Regions from separate parts of the Gossypium hirsutum genome. Here region 1 is linked to region 2. A link is a contact called in public Hi-C data. All regions are on one chromosome and are shown on one strand. Each heading gives the region's core, a stretch centred on a gene start, on an enhancer-like site or on the middle of the called end of the contact. The rest is flanking DNA. Distances are from core to core; before and after follow the strand shown. Region 1 holds the start of LOC107886428 (nuclear transport factor 2A). Region 2 overlaps LOC107886429 (histidine kinase 3).

Evidence for each region. Hi-C and Micro-C count contacts between places; a contact is called where the count stands out from the background.
Region 1: a Hi-C map of leaf shows a contact between it and region 2, with 2.3 times the contacts expected there. The contact joins the promoter of LOC107886428 here to the enhancer-like site in region 2. A contact is called at or near these places in 2 of 34 Hi-C or Micro-C datasets (callus and leaf).

Annotation. Positions count from the first base shown.
Region 1 is chrA03:76,565,824-76,570,057 of Gossypium_hirsutum_v2.1, forward strand. LOC107886428 (nuclear transport factor 2A) reads left to right here and starts at 2,532. Exons shown (of 2, transcript XM_016810382.2): 1 at 2,532-3,163. The coding sequence starts at 2,870.
Region 2 is chrA03:76,413,538-76,417,243 of Gossypium_hirsutum_v2.1, forward strand. It overlaps LOC107886429 (histidine kinase 3), which reads left to right. Exons shown (of 12, transcript XM_016810386.2): 11 at 207-572; 12 at 770-1,256. The coding sequence ends at 450. Among protein-coding and RNA genes, the nearest start is that of LOC107886429, 7.4 kb to the left of the region's middle. Within about 2 kb of position 1,549, at least 3 of the 9 cell types and tissues checked have an H3K27ac peak or open chromatin away from gene starts, as enhancers often do. A contact at or near this core is called in leaf, where this site is marked.

The DNA.
Region 1 (4,234 bases), core at 1,282-3,781, 150 kb after region 2:
TTTAAGGGACATAATTTGCTTTTTTTTAGGGCGGGGGTGTTTAGCTTGCTCCCCCTTCGCGGCGTCCCTACATATGCAATAGTAAGTAAAATACAAAAAGTTACATCATATTTTTAAATGGAGTTAAGAGAAAAAAGTTATAAAAATGGTTGAAAATGAGCAATTTGTAAAATAGAGGGATCATTTTTACGAGCTTTTTATATTTTTTTCTAATTTTTAATTTTGAAGAGTTTTTAATTTTTTTAGAATTCTTGAAATTTGTTGATACCAATGTTTAACAAAAAGGGACAAAAAAGGAGAATATAATGGTGACAGGGAGACCGGTTCACCTGTTATAGGCAGAGAGTCAAAGTATCTAAAGAAGAGGAGAAAGAGGAGGAGGAAGGAGAAGGGAGACTAAAGTATATTGCTTAAGGGAGTAAAAGTGGGAATAAGATCCCTTTTGTATTGTATGTTAGGTATATATAGGGAGAAAGTCTCCTTGCTTGTAATGTCACGTCATCAACAACACGAGTGGTGGCCTGCTCGTGTGGTCAGTCAAGTAGCAAGTCTAGGGTATATTGCTAAAGGGAGTAAAAGTGGGAAGAAAATCAATTTTGTATTGTATGTTGGGTATACATAGGGAGAAGGTCTCCTTGCTTGTAATGTTACGTCATCAACAGCACGAGCGATGGCCTGCTCATGTGGCCAGTCAAGTGGCAGGCCTGTTATATGTTGGTTGTTGTTAAGTTTAATTTTGTGTGGGCATACTCTAACATTCCATTTACGGAGGTAGTAGAAGCTTGTTAGGCTTCAATAGTCCCTTGGTGGTCCCCTCTTGGGGATAAGAATGGGTCGCTAATAGTAGGTGGCTTGATAGGAAAGTGAACAGTAGAGGTGTCCATAGGTCGAGTTGGGTCAGGTTCTGACTAAGTCCAATCAAAATCTTAAGCTTGATTGGTAGGCTTAGGCTTGGCCTGACCCAAAAAACAAGATTAAATTTTTGTCAAAACCCGGCCCAGTTTATATATATGAAACTCAAGCCTGGCCCGATTTGGCCAATTTTTTAAAAAAATTATTATTATTTTTTTATGAGCATATTGTTTGCTTGAAGAAAAGAACAAATTTGGTTCTTTTCGTTTCACATAACATAAGGATTTCTACACCAAATATTTAGGTTTCCTTTGATGAAATGAGGTAAGCCAGTGTGTATATATATTCTTGCTTCACCAAACCCCAAAACATTTACTATTTTTCTTTATTATGCTTGTTTAGAATAATACGATATAAATAAACTAATTTTATCAAAGAAAAGAAGACGACGAAAAAGAAAATGAGATGGGTAATTTTCTTTCTAAACAGACCATCCATGGCTGCCGCACCGTTACAAGTTTCTACTTTCGGAGAGGGAAACACTGCTTCGATTAATGATAGTACTAGTCATAATAAACCTTCCCAACTATAAAGAAAGCAATCTACAAAGCAGAAGTATGGGTTTATTGCTGATAACTTCTCAACCTTCGATCAGGTTCCTTTTTTTTCCCCCTCAACTTGAAAAGAAAAGAAAAGAAAACTAGGAAGCAGGAAGAAGTAGATATGACAAATGAAGCAAGAAGCATCAGTGGCAAAAAAGTATGAAGAAAAAAAATTTAGTCATTAAGGATTAAGGAAGGGGAAATAGAGATCGAAAAGGGAATTAAGGATTGGGAAGAGAAAGAGGAATATGAGGAACTTGGTTTGCTGGGAACAGGGGTAAAATATTTAGGTTAATAAAATCAGGCTAGGCTCGAGCTGAAAAAACTTTACTTGAAACCCGATCTATTTTTTAAAAGGGTCTTATTCATAAGCATAAACTCAATTTTTAAGCCTATATTTTTGTCCAAACCCTCTTATATTTTGGGCGAACGACCCGACCCATGGACAAGTATAATGAACAGGCGATCAAAGGCGGGTGGGGTGCCTTTCCTATGGGTGGCATAAAATATGTTAATGGTTGATTATGAGGTGACCAACTGGAAGTTCATCTGTAGGGGCCTTTTAAATCACTTCTCTTGTTGTTACATATCTAAGCAGAGTAGGGGTATAGCAAAAATGTTTATAATTTTTATATATTTAATTTTTTTAATTTTAAATTACTTGCTGAGTGACATACACAACAAAATAGGAGCACGACAATTATAATGTACTTGTACATATGGTATAATTTCTAATGGTTTTGTTAAATTGTAGTGAAAATTTTTCAATTTGATAAAAACTCAAAAGATAAAAGGGTTCAAGATAGAAAAAAAAAGAAGAAGCATATGCCAAATTCACAAAAGTTACAAGTGTTAGAGGTTTAACAGGTAATTATACTTCAATTTTAAACGGAATTAATGAAAGAAAAGTTATTCAATGGACTGACAATGAGTCATTTAAAAAGTAAAGATTCAATCAAACAAAAGTAATGAATTAAATCCAAACAAATTGATAAGTAGAGGGACTATTCTTAAGATTTACCAATAAATTTGCTTGGCTTAGCTGCGTTATATTGACGCAAAGAAAAGAGGGTGTATAAGTGAGGGCCCTTTCTACAGTGACTGATAAATAAAATAAATGAAAGAAATGAAATTAAGAAAAACACGCCGGCAGGCATCCACTGTTCGATTTTGATATTAATTTTTTATGATTCAAAATGAACCGTTGGATCAATCCTCCTATAAATACACCTCAATATTTATTATTATAAATAAGAAAAAAAAGAGATAAAAAAGGAAAACCCTCTCTCAAATCTTGGCTCGCCAGTCGCCTCTCTTTCTCCTTCTTCTTCTTCATTCTGTTGGCTGCTGCTGCTGCTTTGGTGGCGTGATTTAGAAGCCACAACTCAATTTCATATAAAGAAAAAAAAAGTGAGATGGATCCAGACGCAGTAGCCAAGGCCTTCGTCGAGCACTACTACTCCACATTCGATGCCAACCGGGCCGGTTTAGCCAATCTCTACCAGGAAGGTTCCATGTTGACCTTCGAAGGTCAAAAGATCCAGGGCTCTCAGAGCATCGTCGTTAAACTCACCAGCCTTCCTTTCCAGCAGTGCAAGCACAACATCACCACCGTCGATTGCCAGCCTTCCGGCTCCGGCGGCATGCTCGTCTTCGTCAGCGGTAACCTCCAACTCGTTGGCGAGCAGCATGCTCTCAAGTTCAGCCAGGTATTTTTCTTATTAGCTCAGCCATCTACGGCTAATCTTATGTGTCACTCTTGAATTCATCGGTTATATCCTTGTGTTAATTTCACGATTCCATTTCGTATTGGTGGATCTTTTAAGTTGGTGTTTTGATCTGACCGAAGCCGGAGCGGGAATGGAAATGTTCTCTATGGGATCTTAATAATGGTCTTATCTGTGATGTTTAAGCATTAATGCTCATCGGATTTGCTTAAGATTACAGTTCCAGGAATTGCACATTTTTCATTCATTTTGCATCTATATTGATGGGATTGGTTCAGGTAAAAAAAATGTTATTTCGGCTATAAACCCGATTTCATTAAATTGTGCCATAATACGTTTTGGAAGATGTGGATTTGTTTTTGGATCCACCATCTTTCCATAGAACCTGCTCCACTTTTACTTTGTTTTGCAACCTGGAACTGCACATTTACATGTTCCTTGTCATCAATTATTTGGACCGTGTCGGTCCTGGATATTCCTATCCTCTTGCTATAAGCGTGGTGTGGGCCGTAGTTGTGTAGGTAATTATACTATAGACACTGCATTCAAGAGCTTGCTTTTGTTTCATTTTGTTTATTGCGCCCTTTGCTTGTACTCATTTCATTTTTATACTTGTCTTTTTCGCATAAGTGACAGAGGTCCTCTCAGTGCTCACTCTGAACAATTATCTGCCATCTCCCTTGATGTTGTTTCTTGCGACTCTACTGGATATAAAAGAAAATCCACTACCACATGCCCCTTCCTCACCTGGAGACATTGATGATTTCCTTATGGTTTATGTCTTTCATTCACGTGGAGCAAACTTTTATATGTGTTTCATCTATGTTGATAGTTAACCAATGTTTATCCCAGATTACATTTTTTTTGAAGTACACATCTGTATTCAACATATTTTTGGGTATAGATATGGGGATATGAGCCTCCAAGATCCTCTAAATTTTATAACTTGGAGGAAATTGAATATACAGACATCGACATTAACACCCCAATTTGAGCAACATAGTAGTTAACCGTTTTATGTTGCCTAAAATTATGAATGCAAAGACATTATGT
Region 2 (3,706 bases), core at 299-2,798:
AATTCTGATCTGGAAATTGAGTTTTGAAACCTTAAGAATAAGATAACAAAATACGTGACAGTTTTTTTCTCCAGTCAGTGCAATGAGCATTGAAGATGCCTTCTGTGATGTCTTATCTTTAATGGATGCTGTTTGCGTCTCAGTGTTTCTCGATTATATTCTCAGTCATGTTCATTGCTAATAGTTTTTTCTTCGGCTCCCTACAGATTTGAAGCTACGAGGAGAATTCGGGATGTGGAACAGAATATCAATAATCATATTAAATTTGGAGAAATTTCAGTGGATGATTACAACAGTGTTTCAAACTGGCATGTACCCATTTTGGCTATGACAGCAGATGTTATCCAAGCTACACACGAGGAATGCCTACGGTGTGGAATGGATGGATATGTGTCAAAACCATTCGAAGCTGAGCAGTTATACCGGGAAGTTTCACGATTTTTCCATTAGGCATTATTAGATCAGAAACTGTTTGAAGAACATCTGCTCATGACTTGGCATGGGCACTAATGGGACTGCCTGTACTTTGGCATTCTTTGCGGTACCTCAATAATTTCAGATTATTCCCAACAGTGAGTTCCTTACCCTCATCTCAAAAACTCTGAATTCTCAAGTATTTCCACTCATAAGGTTTTCCTCATGGTTTTGCTTGATGTACCTATGCTTGACCATTCAATTACTTTTTCAAACTTTTACAAAAACTAAAAACGTCATGTTTATCTGCTTTACCGATCTGTTGACATGTATGTGATGGTTGATGTTTTTGCAGGGAAACATTTGTTTTTGTTGCAGAGTGTACATAGAATCATGCTTGAATATAGGGATTGAGTTTTCTTGTAGTTTTACAATTAAGATGGCAAAGCCTGTTGATCCTTTTGTTTTGATTTGTAAAGTTGGTCATTCCAATTCCAAGTCCTTTTCAGCAGGGTTGGTAAATTGAGATGTCTGTGCAGTAAGAACTAATTGACTTTGGGGTTAAAAAGCAGTTTGCTAATGGAAATGGAGGGAAGAAACCCAGTTCCAAGTCCTGGAGTGTGTTCATAGAAAATTGCAGCAATCCTCGTTGTGTTAGTAATGAAAACTCCTGCAAAATTAAAGCTGTTTTTTTCTGAACATTATTTATTGTATCATAGTGACCAAATTGAATTGAAAGAATTGAAGATTGATTGCTTCTCAGCTATTGAAGGGGAAGATTGCACCCTTGTACATTAACCTTGTATTCGTAATGATTGATTACTCCTTTACCTTTTTGTTAAGCTTTCTTCTTACATGTTTAGTAGTTAATAATATTATGAACGCAGCACAAAAATATGCTTGAAAATCAAATCATTATAAATTATTAATATATTAAAGTTTATTATAGAATATTTTATGACATTGAAAAATAGGAATTCATGGAAGTAGAAGAGAAAAGGTGACAAAATGCATCCATTTGAATTTATCTATCACCCTTTTTTTTTTTTCAAAAAAGGAACATAACGGGGGTATAGCCGCTTTCATCAGCAACAAGTCTGGCCCATCAAAAGTACAAACACCAATTGACCATGACGCTACAAGTCAGGCAACCCCGTTTCCCTCTCTATGGTTGTGCACCACAGGACGATGAACAAGTAGTTTAATCCGGCTGATGATAGACCAATGAGCAAAATCCTCTGCAAGTCACTGAGCATCCCAACAACCTCCAAACCAAACGTGGAGCACCCAGATTTCAGGCGTGAGAAAGTCCCTCCAAAAACACCCTAACTTCTTCGCTAATCCAGTGATCTACTCAATCCCTTAATAGCACTTTTATAATGAAAACTACAATATGCATGCACTACGCATTGCAGACTTAAGTCGGATTTTTAAGTATGATACATGTTCTATATGTAATTATTTTATTTTTAACTAAATAATTTTAAAATTTCACTTGTCAAAATCATGTAAAATTGATAAAATAAAATAAAATATTTAAAAACATTCTGTCACATAAAATAACATAACTTGAATTTTTAACACGAAGAATTATATAGATTTATACTACTTTACCGTAAAAAAATGAGAACACAGTACAAACAACTAATTTTTTTATTTAATTGCAAATTATATGAAAATATGTTATGAGTTAAAATATGACATGAACAAAAAAAATATTTTCTAAATTAAATTATAGTAATAAATTATACAAAACACAATATAAGACAAAAAATAATAGAAACGTAATTGACATATACGAATGTATCAAAATTTACATAAAATGATTTAAATTTAAGATTAAATCATGATTTCACCCTTAAATTATCATACTTTTTCTAATATCTAATTTTTTTTGCCTAAATTAAAAAAATAATTTATGTCAATATAACTCAATACCATATTTATCCCTCAAAATAATATATTTCATTTTGGGAAAAGTAGTTTGAATTTTTTTGGCCTAAATCTTTTTTTCCCAAACAGTTTTATTAACCCTTGAACTATATTACTTTACCAAGATTAATTAATGTTCAATATAACTTAATACCATATTTATCTCTTAAAACGGCTCAAAACTAATTATCCACCATGTTAAATTGCTATAGATTAAATAACTTTTCATTGTCTTAAAATACTCTAATCCCATATTCATATTTATCTCCAAATATATATAAAAAATATCTTTTTAAAAAAATTGATACTATTATAAAATAAAAGATAGAGCATAAAAAGCAAAGAAAATAGGAGAGCAAAAGAGAGAGAGTGTATTTTTATTGATCAATGAGGATATTTACAAAGCTTATCTTAAGTCTCTATTTATAGGCATAAGAAGCATAAATAAAGTAGATGGCTATTAGAATTTAAAGTACGTCAAAACTTATCGTGATCTTGATCGACATTCACTTAATAAGATATTCATAACATTCACCTTTAGATGTCCGTTGGTAGATAATGTGTAACAACCCATTTTTCAGTGAAATTGGAACAGTGATTTCGGGACCACAAATCCGACCCAAAAATAAGGTTTATTTTTATTTCATTATATGGTCCGTTCTATAATAGGCATGTTGTGTGAAAAATTTGATACAAAAATTTTATCGATTAAGTGTTTAATTTTGAAAAGGACTAAATCGCATAAAATGCGAAAGTTAAATTCTAGTAGCTATAAGGATCAAATAGCTATGGAATTCAAAACTTAAGGTCCTTACATGGTAATTAGACCATTAAGAAAAGTATGTAGATTTTTCTTGGTGACTCATCCATGGAAATATAGAAAAAGAGCAAGGACTAAATTGGAGATAGTAAAATACCTAATCAATTAAAAGATGAAAAGAAAATATATCATCTTATTTTCATCATCTTCAACCTAAAGACACACGGAAACCTTAGGAGAGAGAGAAGAAACTTTTAAGGCTTAATTGGGTAAGTTTCCTTATCTCGTTTTTAGTAATTTTGATATTTTTGAAATCAGGATAGCTTAATCTCTCTACTTGAGGGATTAATTTGAAAAGTTATCAAGGTATGAAAAATGGGTCATGGATGTATATGCTGGAAATTAGAAATTTATGGCAGAAAATGAAAGATTATTGATAGATAAACTACTTTTACAAAGTGATTTTTGATGAAAACATGATTTAGGGATTAAAATGAAAAGTTGTAAAATTTGATGAAAAATTTTGAAGTTTTATGAATACATGTGCTGCATAAATTGTAATGGGGGCTTTGGTTAGGCTTGGAATAGGATGTAATTTGC